Regions from separate parts of the Hordeum vulgare genome. Here region 2 is linked to region 1. A link is a contact called in public Hi-C data. All regions are on one chromosome and are shown on one strand. The core of a region is the stretch at or near the end of the contact, and the rest is flanking DNA. Distances in the headings are between cores, read along the strand shown. Region 1 holds the start of LOC123427190 (F-box protein At1g47056-like). Region 2 has its middle 97 kb from the start of LOC123427191.

The links. Hi-C and Micro-C count contacts between places; a contact is called where the count stands out from the background.
Region 2: a contact with region 1 is called in a Hi-C map of leaf, with 2.2 times the contacts expected there. The contact joins the enhancer-like site here to the promoter of LOC123427190 in region 1. A contact is called at or near these places in 3 of 6 Hi-C or Micro-C datasets (leaf and seedling) and 1 of 1 datasets of contacts at active chromatin or transcription factors (embryo).

What each region holds. Positions count from the first base shown.
Region 1 is chr2H:551,592,966-551,599,454 of MorexV3_pseudomolecules_assembly, forward strand. LOC123427190 (F-box protein At1g47056-like) reads right to left here and starts at 3,947. Exons shown (of 1, transcript XM_045111170.1): 1 at 1,792-3,947. The coding sequence starts at 3,871. The coding sequence ends at 2,027.
Region 2 is chr2H:551,712,006-551,718,923 of MorexV3_pseudomolecules_assembly, forward strand. No RefSeq gene overlaps it. Among protein-coding and RNA genes, the nearest start is that of LOC123427191, 97 kb to the right of the region's middle. Within about 2 kb of position 4,291, at least 3 of the 3 cell types and tissues checked have open chromatin away from gene starts, as enhancers often do. A contact at or near this core is called in leaf and seedling, where this site is marked.

The DNA.
Region 1 (6,489 bases), core at 2,697-5,196:
CAAAATTTGAACGGGCGCACAGCTCCCCGCGTGCGTGTTGACAGCGTCAGGGTCGAGGGCATGCGGCATCCTGCCCCAGTTTCCGTGCGGGAGAGGAGCATCCGAAGCGAAACGCGCAGCGAAAGATGTGGAAGCGGACAAAATGACCGACAAGCTTCACGTTCCGGATTAATGGCGCTCACGCCTCCGGCACCGGAGGCCCAGCGCCCGGCACAGTAGGAGCACTGTTCCATCAGTGGCAGCAGTCGACTAGCCCAAGACGGCAATTTTGAACATCCATGATAGAGGCGCTTCGTGTCGACGAACTGGGCAGCATGACCCCGGCGAATTTTCGTCCCTTTTTGAAAGTTTAGCCACTTGCTTCGAAAATATTTTGGGATCTTGCTATTTGATGTACGTCTTACCGTAAAAAAAATATAAGTATCAAATTATGTGCATCTATCACCGGGCACCTTGAGTGTTGCACAGCCTACCACCGGCCTGTTTGACGATAGGGGTGCGCTGAAGTGGATAAATTGTCTACCGTCATGATCCTTGGGGATAGGCTGCCATACCTTACTATCATTGACCCCAACGGTAGAAAAAATATCAAATTTCAGAATGTTTTGCTAAACTTTTGCAAAAGTCAAAACACCAAATTTTGCTGCTTGAACTGCACATTTTTACTACCAGCATATGCAATGTTCTGTGGACTTTGGTTCCCTTGAGCATTTTCTCGAACAAGCTTTGGATCACCCCTAGTCCTAGCTGTATTTTATACTGTCAGTTGTTATGTTTGGTTCGCTATAATAAGTAGTTTTAAAAGCAAAGATGCCGTACTTTGACCAACTGCACGTATAATTTGTTCTGCTAGTAAAAGATCTTTCTCCCCCCTTCACTATCTGATGATTTTCTATCAGGCTGATTCGATGAAAATATCTAATAAGACCAACCTGCAACGCGTATGCAAGACTCGACACATGCACATCATCAGACTAACCCTTGAAAGCTCCTACTAATGGTTTTCCTTTGGCCAACAACACATATTCACCAAGGTCCAAGGAAGATAGGCCCCAGTGACATTCTATTTGCTTAACTTCTACTCCAAACGCAACAAATCTACAAGCCCACTTTTAAATGCTGTGTTGTGTTTCACATTTGTTACAAGCTACCGAGTAATTCTCAACACCACCAAGGTTGTTATGACTGATATGACAACAACTAACCAAAGTCTCGCAATATAAAATTTACCACTCAAAAAGTGTTGACAGGCACAGGCACGCACTAGATATTATCAATTGAAACACAAGAGAATAAATAAACACTGACTTTACTCACTCTGCTTGTAGATGGGTTTATCATGAATTGGTTGACGATTCAATTAACATGCCAGCGTAAACGGACAAGACACGTATACCACTTTACATGACATGAAATCTTTCACAATCAGCATATCACTACCACTGCGAATTAAACTTCCAAGCAACAACTAGCATATCGCTATCCAAGACCTTTATAAGTAACAACAGGAAATGGCACCTGGTTTAAAGTATGCATTTTCTTTGATTGTTTCCGTGCACCATTTCATTTGCATACTTTATGCATGACAAATTGAATAAACTGAATAAGGATCGTCTCTGCACAAAAGAAGATATCAAATCTCAATTCTGAATCTTCTTGCTTCAAAACGAACTCAAACTATTGTGAATCAACAGTGTTTGGCATCAATATGTCAGCGAAGGTTAATGTTTATGTACTGATGTAGAAATGCAAACATGGAGTTGCGGCTTGATGCAAACAAACAAAAAATGATTTTCCTGGATACGGATGGAAGCATGTTGATCACCAGCAGTGTTATACCATAGCAAGGTAAAATCAGAACAAGGGAGACACTACTGATGATGCTATTAGCTCCACACAGTAAAACACGGAATTATCCATAAGGAGTTTTTGCATGGACTGGATACGAAATGTAACAAGCTAAGGAACACGGACATGAGATTAGAGACGATCAATAGCAAAGGAGCTGATGGATTTCCATCCCACATCACGCTGGTGGAGGGTTGCCAAATCTCCTTCTAAGCGCTGACATGACGCTCCGCATCCTACTATTCGCCTGAGCAAAAGATTGCGCACCAGCAGCATTAGTGGGAAGGTCCATGGCAGCCATCTGACCAGTTAGCTCTGTAATCTGTGCTTGTTGTCCAGTCTCTTGCACACCATTCTCACTTGGAGCGCCTGCATCATGCTCCAACACAATATCCAGGCTGATTGAGAAGGAATCCCCCCTGGCCATCTTCAGATGCTCAACACATTGATACGATACTCCGCGGCACCTCTTCAACTTCACCTTGACCAAACTGGGGCAACCCCCATTCAGCGCTCCCATCCCGCGGTCTGTGACTGGGCATCCCTTGATGCAAAGCTTCTTGAGAGCAGCACAGCGCTCCGCGAGGCAAATGATCTCGGTGTCCCCTACGGTCTCACACCCGCAAAGCGCAAGACGCTCCAATGCACGGCAGTGCTCACCAAGCATCCGAAGACTCTGCACGGTGGGGTTGACCCCTATCAAGACAAGCTCCTGAAGATCGGGGCATCCTCGAGCAACAGCCATGAGGCCGCGATCACCGATCCGGTTTGTGCGCCAGCCATCGATATGCAGCTTGCGCAGTTTGTGGCAGTTCTGCGCAACGCTAATTATGCCCTCATCGGTGCATTCAGGGGTCTTGACAAGGAAGAGCACCTCCAGATTCGCACAGGCCGAGACAGCACATAGCCCACGGTCGCCGACCTGGAGCTTCTCAAGGTGAATCTCAACGAGGCCAGGAGCACGGGCGGCAATGACCTCCAGTGGCAAGTCCCAGGCACCGGAGCAGCGCAGGATCTTGAGCGAGCGGAGATTCGGCGAGGAGGAGACCAGCGGTACAAAGCAGAGGGCGCTGTAGAGATCCTTGAGGCAGACCGAGCGCAGCGCCATGGCGAGCGGGAAGAGGATGTCCTCGGTGATGGCGGTGGCGGTGACGGCGCCCGAGGTGTCCGGGAGGCCGCGGAGGCGCTTGACGGAGAGGTCCTCGAGGAGGGGGCAGGACTGGAGCACGGCGACGAAGGCCTTGGGGCCGAAGGTGCAGGAGGCGACGGAGAGCTTGCGGAGCACGGGGGCGGCGGCGGCGAGGGAGGCGAGGCCGGCGTCGGAGAGCTGCCTGAGACCCCTGAGCTTGAGCCTGGCGAGGCGGGCGGAGGGGAGCGTGGCGGCGACTGCGGCGGCGCCGCCGTCGTTGAGGCTGTCGGCGCCGGAGCCGCGCGCGCAGCGGAGGGCGAGCTTGGTGACGGCGGTGAAGCGGGAGAAGATGGCGGGGGTGTTGTAGCCGAGCATGGCGCGCGCGTCGAGGGAGAGGCGGTGGCGCGTGGCGGCGTCGACCTCCTTCCAGCGAGCGCAGGTGAGGGAGCAGGCGTTGCGCTCGGCCGGGGTGAGCGAGGCGAAGACGAGCGTGAGGATCTCGTCGGGGAGGTCCTGCGTGTGGTCGCGGGACGGCGGTGGCGCCGCGAAGGTGGAGGGGGAGGGGGAGGGGTCGAGGCTCCCGGTGCCGCTCCCCGCGCCCGCGGGCATCGGCGGCGCCATGGAGGAGGAGGGCGGGGGCCTGGGGCTGGTGGGGGATTTGGAGGGGTGGGGGAAGGAGGGGGACTGGCCCATGCTAGGCGGGCGCCCCCGGGATGCGTGGGGAGGCGATGGCCATGCGGGTGGATGGGAGAGGAGGGGGAGGATGGATCTGCCTGCCTGCCTGCCTGCCTGCCGATCTCTTCTCTTCTCTTCTCTTCTGGCTCTGGGGCTGGCTGCCTGCGGTGGGGATGGGTTGTTTGTTGGGAGTCGGAGGAAAATGGGGAAAGTATACATAACATACGTCTCCGAGGGAGGAGCGTTTGTTTTGCAATTGCAGGTGCTTCATGGATGTGGTGCCGCGAGGCTGCTCATGGGTTTGGTTGGGTTGCCCCGGGAACTCGGTCGTTTGTTGACGAATTTCATTGACACGGGATGTCACGCTTATACTACGTCACGGTTTCACACCCCCCCCCCCCCCCCCCCACACACACACACATAAAATGTCACGGTCATGCCAAACACTACCGAATTCACAAACCAATGTGATTGGATGGTTAAAAGACAGTGTTATCTTCTGCCCATAAAAGTTCAAGTCTCATAAGAATTAGATTTGTGTGTGCGTGTTCGTAAAGATAAATGTATGTGCATATATGTTTGTACTTTGTTTAAAAAACACTAACGTATTTTAATACATTACAGCGCAAACGCTCATATATTCACACATAAGTTTAATTCGATGAATACGCATACGCACACCCTACCCATGTGAATTTCACATCGCTTTTCTTTCTTCCAAAAAAAGGAACGATCTAGCCAGCTACCAGGTCGTACTGTCGCCGTCCTCCGACGGCTCCCTTCCGCGGGCTGTCGACAGATCCACACGTGCGGATAGGGTAGATTTAGGTTTTAGGTCCTAGTAGTCTAGGTTTTTCGATCGCTCATCGTGTTGGCTTCGGCGGCTGCAATGGCGGCGTTGAATTAAGAAGCTTCAGATTCTTCACCAATAAGATGATCGGTGCTATGATTGGGGATGGATTTGAAAACCAGTTTGTACAAGCAAGGATGTCGTGGTGACGGTGGCATCATCGTGGTGCACTCGTGTCTTTGGACTCCGTTGTTCCAAAAATGTTTGCTCCAGCATGGGCGTGGAGCTTGGAAGGTAGTCGAGCAGATGTGAATTGTGGTATGCATCCACAACATCTAGAAGATGGTAGATCATGTGCTACGTTTATGGTTCATGGCCGGCAGTTCTGGTTTCCTCCTCCGATGTAATAGTCATGCTAGATCTGAAGTTCAATGATGTGTCTAGGGTGTTCCTGAGTCTGACTCGCTCAACTGTAATGGCTTCTTCTTTGATCAACCACCTTCGAGGGTATGCAAAATAGCAAATCACCAATGGTCCGTGTCGAGCTCGGGTGAGGAGAAGATCCGCCTTTTTTCTTTGTTGCTTGTTGTAGTGGTGCCTGAGACAATTGACTAGCGTTGGTGTCAAACTGAGGGGATTCTTCGATATTGAATGTAATTGTCTTTCTTGGCACGTGTTCTTTTGTGCAAAGACTAGTGTCCTTTTCTTCTCATTTTTGTCAAGTCGATGGGTATGTGGCTTGTAATATGATATTATGATATAAATGAGAGACGTGTTGCCAAAAAAAATCTACCCTCATGAGCACTGTCGTGGGTATAAGCTTGACAGTAGATGTGTAGGGTACGAAAGGATGGACAGAGCCTTAGCTACGGCGAGGTTGTATGAGTTCAGGCCCCTCTACGGTGGAGGTAAAAGCCCTACGTCCCAGTGCTCTTGGGAGCTTGTTGTCGAGTGGAATATGGATTACAGTGAATTGCTAACCCCTGCACCAGTGGGGAAGGGCGGCTTATATAGAGTGCGCTACCTTTCACAATGGTTCGGTGCGCAGGGGTGGAGTAGTGGTGAATAACTGCATACGTTACAGGTAACGTATGTCTTAAATGCTAATAAAGGTATAGGGAAACGTATGACCGTTGCCCTCCAGGGGGGGTTATGATGTACAGAGTGGAATCCAGTCGGTAAGCTTGATACGCTCTGAATGCTCATCTCCGACTGGATGATAGAGCAATCGTTACCGACTGGATGATGGGAAGTCCTTAATTCAGTCGGAACTGACTAAGGGCCTTATCCTTCATGAAGGGTAGTCCTTGGGTAGGCCCCACAGGGCAGGTCTATGACCCTACCCTAGGACTATAACCCCATCATTAGTCCCCGAATGGATTGGGGTTGGAACGACGAAGCGATGCTTGGAGTACGGATCCGACTGGTACGGATGCGACTTTGGCGTTGTTTGCCTCGATCCATTTTATCTTCTTGACCAGTGATCCGAGTGGATGTATTTGTGAAACGAACCGTCAGGGACCGAGTGCTTTAGTGGTATCTTTTGACGTGACCAGTCAACTGACAGCGGCGGATTTTCCGGAATCCTCAAATATCGGTTGCTGCGCGCTCGGCGGGGGTGACGACACCGTAATCGAGTAGTTTCTGCCGCCTCGATTTCTGCGCCTTCATCTCCTCCACTAATATCGTAGGGACCGGTCGGGGGATAAGATTTCGGGGCCACCTGCTAGTGACCCAGTCGGAACCTTATTTAAACCTCTTCAGCGAGGGTTTTTCATTACACTCGCCTGATAGCTCGCACTTGCCCCGTTTCTCTCGCCACCTCATGCGCATCTGAAGCTCTTTCCTTCTCCTTCTCCCCCGCAGGTCTGCAACCTCCACCATGATAAAGGGGCAGACAAGCAAGCTTGAGGCGCGGAAGAAGAAGGGGAAGGCGGCGGCTCCTGCTCAGCGGCGGCAGCGAGCACTGCCGGCGGGTTGGATCCAGGGGGATTTCCTCCCCTCCACGATGACGGAGGAGGACATGCTGGAGCTGGTGGAGTATGGC
Region 2 (6,918 bases), core at 3,041-5,540, 120 kb after region 1:
ATAGCAACCCAGGATATGCCAGGCTTTCTGGCTTAGCCTTCTGACAAATGAGACGGGATTACACTTGAAGTAAAATAAAATTCTTCATATCAGCCCAAGAAAAAAGTGCATGAATTCTCTTGTAAGTAATGTGAAAGCCAGAATGACCATCCATAGGACTATCATGAAAGGCTGCAAAGATCTTATGATGTAATGGAGGCACAGGTCCCACCCAAATACTCCATTTATATTTCAAGAGTCCATTAACAAAATTATATGGTGGCTTAGAAGCTGGTGCAATGGCTAACTGCTGGATAAGAGCTAAAGATTTCGCATCATCTTCATAACTAGCAACAATGCCAGCCATCCAAGTTGGTTGATTACTTGAAATGGAAAACAGTTGAGACTCATCACGAGGTCTTCTAGATAAGGCATCACCTGCACTATTCTATTTCCCTTGTTTATATTGAATTTGATAACTCAATCCCAACAACTTAGTAAGACACTTTTGTTGACAAACTGTATGGCCAAACTTCTTTGATCTGTTTTAATAACAAACTACTACACTTGCAAGTAAGGTCTCCACTTATCCACTGCCAGCAAAATAGCAAGATATTCCTTCTCATAGACTCACAAACCTCTGTTTTTGGGGCCCAAAGTCTTGCTGACAAAAGCTAATGTGTGTCCCCGTTGCATCAAAACTGCACCAATACCATACTCACAAGCACCAGTCTCTATCATAAAAGGCTTAGTGAAATTAGGCAAAGCCAGAACAGGAGCTGATATTAAGGCTTGTTTAAGTGTGACAAAGGCCTCCTGTGTGATACTGGTCCAAAACAAAAGGAATCCCCTTCTTAAGCAATTCACACAAATGTCTAGTAATAATGCCATAGTGGTGGATAAATTTCCAATAATATCCATTCAATCCAAGGAATCCCCTAACTTCCTTAACATTCTTTGGAACAGGTCAATGCTGAACAGCTAAAATTTTGCCAGGATTAGTGGAAACCCCTTCTGCAGAGATAACATGCCCCAGATAAGCAATTTGAGGTTAAGCAAAGTCACATTTGGACATTTTCACCTTCCATTGCTCCTTGTTTAAAATAGACAAAACTTCATCGAGATGATCCCAATGTTCTTCCAGTGTTTTACTGAAGACAAAGATATCATCAAAGAAGACCACTGCACATCTTCTTAGCACAGGAGCAAGATCATAATTCATAGTCCATTGGAATGTACCTGGTGCTCCTGTCAAGCCCATGCCCATCACATTGAATTCATAATGTCAATTATGGGTTTGGAATGTTGTTTTGTGTTTTGTACTCTTCCCGAGGTGCCAACCTGATTTGATGATAGACAGCTTTGAGATCGAAATTGGAAAACCAACAAGCTCTTGCTAATTCATCCAGGAGTTCATCTATAATGGGTATTGGATATTTGCCTTTCACTGTGATAGCATTGAGTTGTCTATAGTCAATTACCATTTTCCAAGTCCCTTCTTTTTTCTTCTTTACCAACAAGACAGGAGAAGAGAAGGCACTGCTACTATGCCTGATCATCCCCGAGGCCAACATTTCCTTGATCTGCTTTTCTAATCCATCCTTCAAATGAGGAGCAATCCTGTAGGGTTTAACAGAAACTGGTCTTGCACCTGGAACTAAAGGAATTGTATAATCTTTGAGTCTTCTAGGAGGTAAAGTAGTTGGGTTTAAAACACCACTGCATGTTTATCCAACAACACTTGCAATTCTGGATGTTGAACTTGCTTCTCAACAGGTCTTAACAAGGAAATGGAAAACACTATGACAGCCACATCTTCAGGTAACAAGCCTTGCAACGTAACCACTTCACCTTGATAAGGAAAGGACATCCACTTCTGAACCCAATCAACATGCATTGGACTATGTTGAGCAAGCCAATCCAACCCAATGATACCTTCATAGCTTGCTAGTGGTAACAGTCTGAAGTCACCGGTGGACTGAAGTGATCCACATTTCCACAAGCTCTTGGATAACATTGCATCACATTGTAATTGGCCTCCACCAGCTACGGATGCTGGCACAGGATAAGTCTGTTGGACCTTGGTGAATCTATGTTGCAGGGCACTGTCTATAAAAGAGTGTATACTACCAGAATCCACCAGAAAAATCAATTCCATTCCTTGCACCTCAATTAACAATTGCAGAGTTGGTTCATTAGACTGTTTCCCCGCATCAGCAGCAGACAGGTGCATACTACAAACAGACATGTGCTCTTGATCAGTTGTACAGAATATCTATTGCTTCTTGTGCTTGAATGTGATCAATCAACTCTTGAACCAGATGTAAATGTACTGACGATTTGAACATATGATCCTTAGACCATCTTTCACCACACACAAAGCAGAGCCCCTTGGACTTACGATAAACACGTAGTGCAGACCACTTATCCTCAGATGGAACAGTTTTCACAGTTTCAGTTGATCGTTTGCTATCAGCAAGACTTGCTCTGGGTGGAAGAGGAAGAGGAAGAGCACCTCATCTCTGGCGTGCAGAATTGTTCAGAGATGAAGACCACCACCAAGCTCTTCATGTAACAGTGCCACATCGTATGCAATATCCAAGTTCTTGGGTTTCTATAGAGCAACAGACACACGAACAACAGGCTTCAGGCCGTCCAGGAATCGAGTGGTGTAATGGAGATGATTGGGGGCTTCCTCATAAGCATATAATTGATCATATAAATCAGCGAATCTATCCACATAATCAACAATGGTGCTTGTTTGTGAAATACGAAACAACTGTCGTAACAGAGTCTGATGCTGATTACGACCACATCGGCTCTGCAAACTGGAACATAATTCGGACCAGGAATCTTGGGGACAGTGATGTTGCATCGTTTCGATGGTGCGATGTGGCTACCGAAACCCAACGACGCTGAGGAGTACACCAGAGCCGGAACTGATCCATACACCGAGTTTGCCATAGTCGTGGATTCGCACCATCGAAACGAGGAAGATCCACTCAAACACCATACGATAGCGCATCAACAGCATCAGGGTAAGGCGCATCACGCGTAGTACAGGAAGGACGAACAGGGAAAACGGAATCTCGCGCACCTCTGACCGGAGGAGGGACATACGGAGCATGTGCCTCCTCCCGGTGATCCTGGTCGAAGCTAAGGGAGTCGGCGGCAGAGTTGCGGCCACCCCAACAAGTCGAGTAGCCGAAGCTTCGCCGCGCCGAGGCAGTTCCCTCCGTGAGTCGGCGCGGACGGTCTCGAGCTCGAGCACAAGCTCCTCCCGCACCCGTCGACATGAGCCGTCCGCGGCCCATCGAGTGTGGCGGTGTTGGCCTGGATGAGCTTGTCGACGGCTTGGAGAAGATTCTCACTGTGCTCCTTGAAACGTCGATCCAGGTCGACGGTGAAATCCGCCCGCAGCAGCGAGTACATGTTGCGCCCCTCGTTCGATAACTTGTCCATCGCCGCCAATCACGCCACCGCGTCGCGTACGGGTGCCGTGGCAGCTCGAGGGCCATCAAATCTGATACCAAGTGTAAGATAGGCCTCGATTGGGGATCTAGCTAGGGTTTGTGGCGATGGTGTCACGTGTTATTCCTTCCAACCACCCTCACAACGAGTAACAGAAGGATTCGAATTACAAGTGTCTCGGCCGAAGCCGTCATCCAAACCGCCAACTCTAAGAGAACGCTAACATTGTCTTAAGTACAAACCCATTCTGGATCGGTGTGCCACTTGGGCCGAATCACGTTGCAAGCGGGCCGTCGTCCTCGGCCGCCGACAGGTTCAAATGTTGGGGTGTCTCTTCTTTGAATGACTCTATCGATAGCTTCGTGTCAGTCGCCGCTGCTATCGTCGCTGGCTTGAGAACCTCCCCGCTTGCGTTCATAGTACCCGCAGTGCTGACAAAGCGTGTGTAAGTTCCAACATCCAACTACCAAACGTACACTTCATGGCTACCATCAATTACTCCTGCGTCGAACATAGTGCTAGCACTAGAGTAACTCAGTATATACGCGTACCGCGTATGCACGTCGAAATCCTTGCACGCAGATGGATCCATGCAGATGCAGGTCTATCGCCGTGAGGCCGGACGACGAGGCGACCGGTCCTCGCTCCCACGCAAAGAGCAACGCACCAGTACGGTGTGGTTAAGCTCCTCACCGAACGTCCGAACGGCGTCACGACCAACGACGACGAGCGGGACAAACGGCGCCGTGGCGAGAACGGCACGGGGTAGAGCGTCCGGCCAACACCGCCCACGGCTGTCACGTTTCGGGTCGGCGTCAGCGCACGAGAACGAACCGTCGCCGGGTAAACGGGGAAGCGAGCGCGGAATAGTCGCCGCCGATCCGTCCTCGTGTTTTCGTGGTACTGCTCGCCTCGCCTCGCCTCGCCCTCGTCGAGTGGTTTACTGCTCTCATTCTACGTTCGACTGCTCCAATTTCCAACGGGATGAGGACGGCCGCTACAGGCTGAAATCTGAGGACAGATTCTTCTCTTCTTCCGTCCAACTCTACCGAGATTCAAATAGGTCACTCTCCTAGTATAGCTTAACTTAAAAGACGAAACCTGGAGAAAAATGTTTGATGTTTCCACTCAGAAAACCCAGAGTAATCTTCAGTTTGCTTTTCCTTTAAAAATCCTCGGGCAGACGCAGATGTGGTACTCAGTGGAGTCACAGATCTAGGTTGATCTTTCTTTGCAGTAAACTCCCCTCTGATTGCTGCAACTTTACTGAAAAGAAGAGCCCATCATACGTAGCGGGGCGCACTAGTCCCACACGAATATCAAAAGCGATTGTATAAGACTACATGAAAAGAAGATGATAATCATATGAGACAAATAGATGATTAGGACCTGTTAAGTACTCTGATTAATGGCTGCGCTGCAAAAAGGAGGCCTCCGGATAAGAAAGGCGTGCTTGCTTGCCTTGAGCACAATAATACCCCTCGGCTTATCCCGTGCCCAATAGCAACTAAATTATTCAGTACAGTACTCGAGTCATCATCCATCAGGAACTTTCAGGAATCCCAACGAGTAGCTTTCAGTTTCAGGATCACGTTCCATGTGATCTCATTAGCTAATGAAGCTCATCTCCGACCTCACGATCTGGACAGTGTCGTCCTAACAACGGACTAGTTATTGCCGGTGCTGTAGTACTGTAGTGCTGGCATCCAGTGGATATTTGGATATGTACCGATCCTGATGCATTAGATGGAGCTATCGAGTTGGATACATGGTCGGTGTCACGTCGACATCGCCGAGGCAATTTTGCTCATCTTGTTGCACTTCCATGACACGTCGCGCTGAGATGAACAACCACTGCAGTCGGGAGGCGTATCATCCGTAGCATCTGATGCATATATATCGTGTTCTATCTGGGACATGTGACATGACAAGTCGCATCTGGGGTAGCTGATTGGCGATGCGCCAACCACGACACCTGCCTCATCATGTGTAATCGGGATATGGAAGGAACTCGGTTCTTCTTCTTCTTCTTCTTCTTATGGTGGCACGTGGTAGCTTCAACGGGTAGCATGTCCAAGCTAGCGATAGTTCACGCATAACTAAAAACAGCTTCAACGCGTCAATCTATTTCATCCACATGCGTTTGTTTGGGTCCGTAGCATCTGATGCATATACATCGTGTTGTATCCGAGACATGTGACATGCCAAGTCGCATCTTTTTTTTTTAAACGGAGGCAAAGGATTTGCCTCGTCAATTAATTAAGAAGATAATAGAGTTTGAGACTTTTACAAAACCCCAAAAGCACGGCATATCAATGACTCACGCCTAATGATATTCCTTAGTTGCTTAGCATCCGCGGTAACCCAAAGGTTTGCCTCATCGCAGATCGCCCTGAGCAGAACTAGTGGTGGAGCTCTCTTGTTCCGGAAAACGCGAGAATTTCTTTCAATCCATATGGTCTAAGATAAAAGCATGGTTATGGACGTCATGGCACTTCTATACGGTGTTTGTAGATCGGTCATTTTGTCCCATCAAACCATGACACAGTCTTGCATGTGCCAGCCCGACGTGTTAACATGGACAAGGCCAAAAAAATCGATTATCAGACGCCACAACTTTTTGGTGTACCGACACTTGAAGAATAGGTGTGGGCCAGTTTCATGTTTCCTCTTGCATAAAGCGCATATTCTGCAGTTATCCCAACCGCGCTTCCCAAGCTGGTCGGTTGTTCAAATTCGGTCTTGCAGAGCCAGCCAAGAGAAGAATTTCACTTTCGGCGGTCCCCAAGCCTTCCACGCCATGCGTTCCATAGGGGAGAGAGTCATCCCTAGAAATTGCGCCTTGTAAGCAGTGGAGGAAGAATAAATGCCATCACTGGAGTGCTTCCACACAATGTCGTCCTGAAGAAGGTCGTCCAAAAAGACTTCATGAAGAAGCATCCAAAGAGTGAAGAACTCCCGGACGTGGGCACCGGACACGACAGTGTTATGGTTTATCATGAAGATCCATGCATTATCTTTTAGGGCTTCACGCACCTTCCAATGTTTCCTTCGCGAGGCTTCAAAAATTAGCGGGGCGATGTCCATTGGCTTGCGCCCAAGCAGCCATGGCGCATCCCAGAATGGTGTTTTCGCGCCATTGCCAACAGTGATGGTCGTAGAAGCATAGAAAAAGTCAAGATCCTCCTTGGTACATGGGTTGCCCAGTCCTACCCACAACTTTTTAGGCTCTTTCCATCCGTACCATGGCCATTGAAGTCTAAGTGCGCGGGCAAATTTATCAGTGTTGAGCACCCATAGACCTTCGTACTCCCTCGGACGGCAAACAATCTCCCAATTCACCTTGCACTTGGCCCCGGTCGTCTTGTCGGAGCCGGACCAAAGGAAGGCCCTCTCAATTTTATTGAAGTTCTGAAGGGTACCCTGAGGGACGGTTAGTGCCGAGATAGAGAACACAGCTTGGGATGT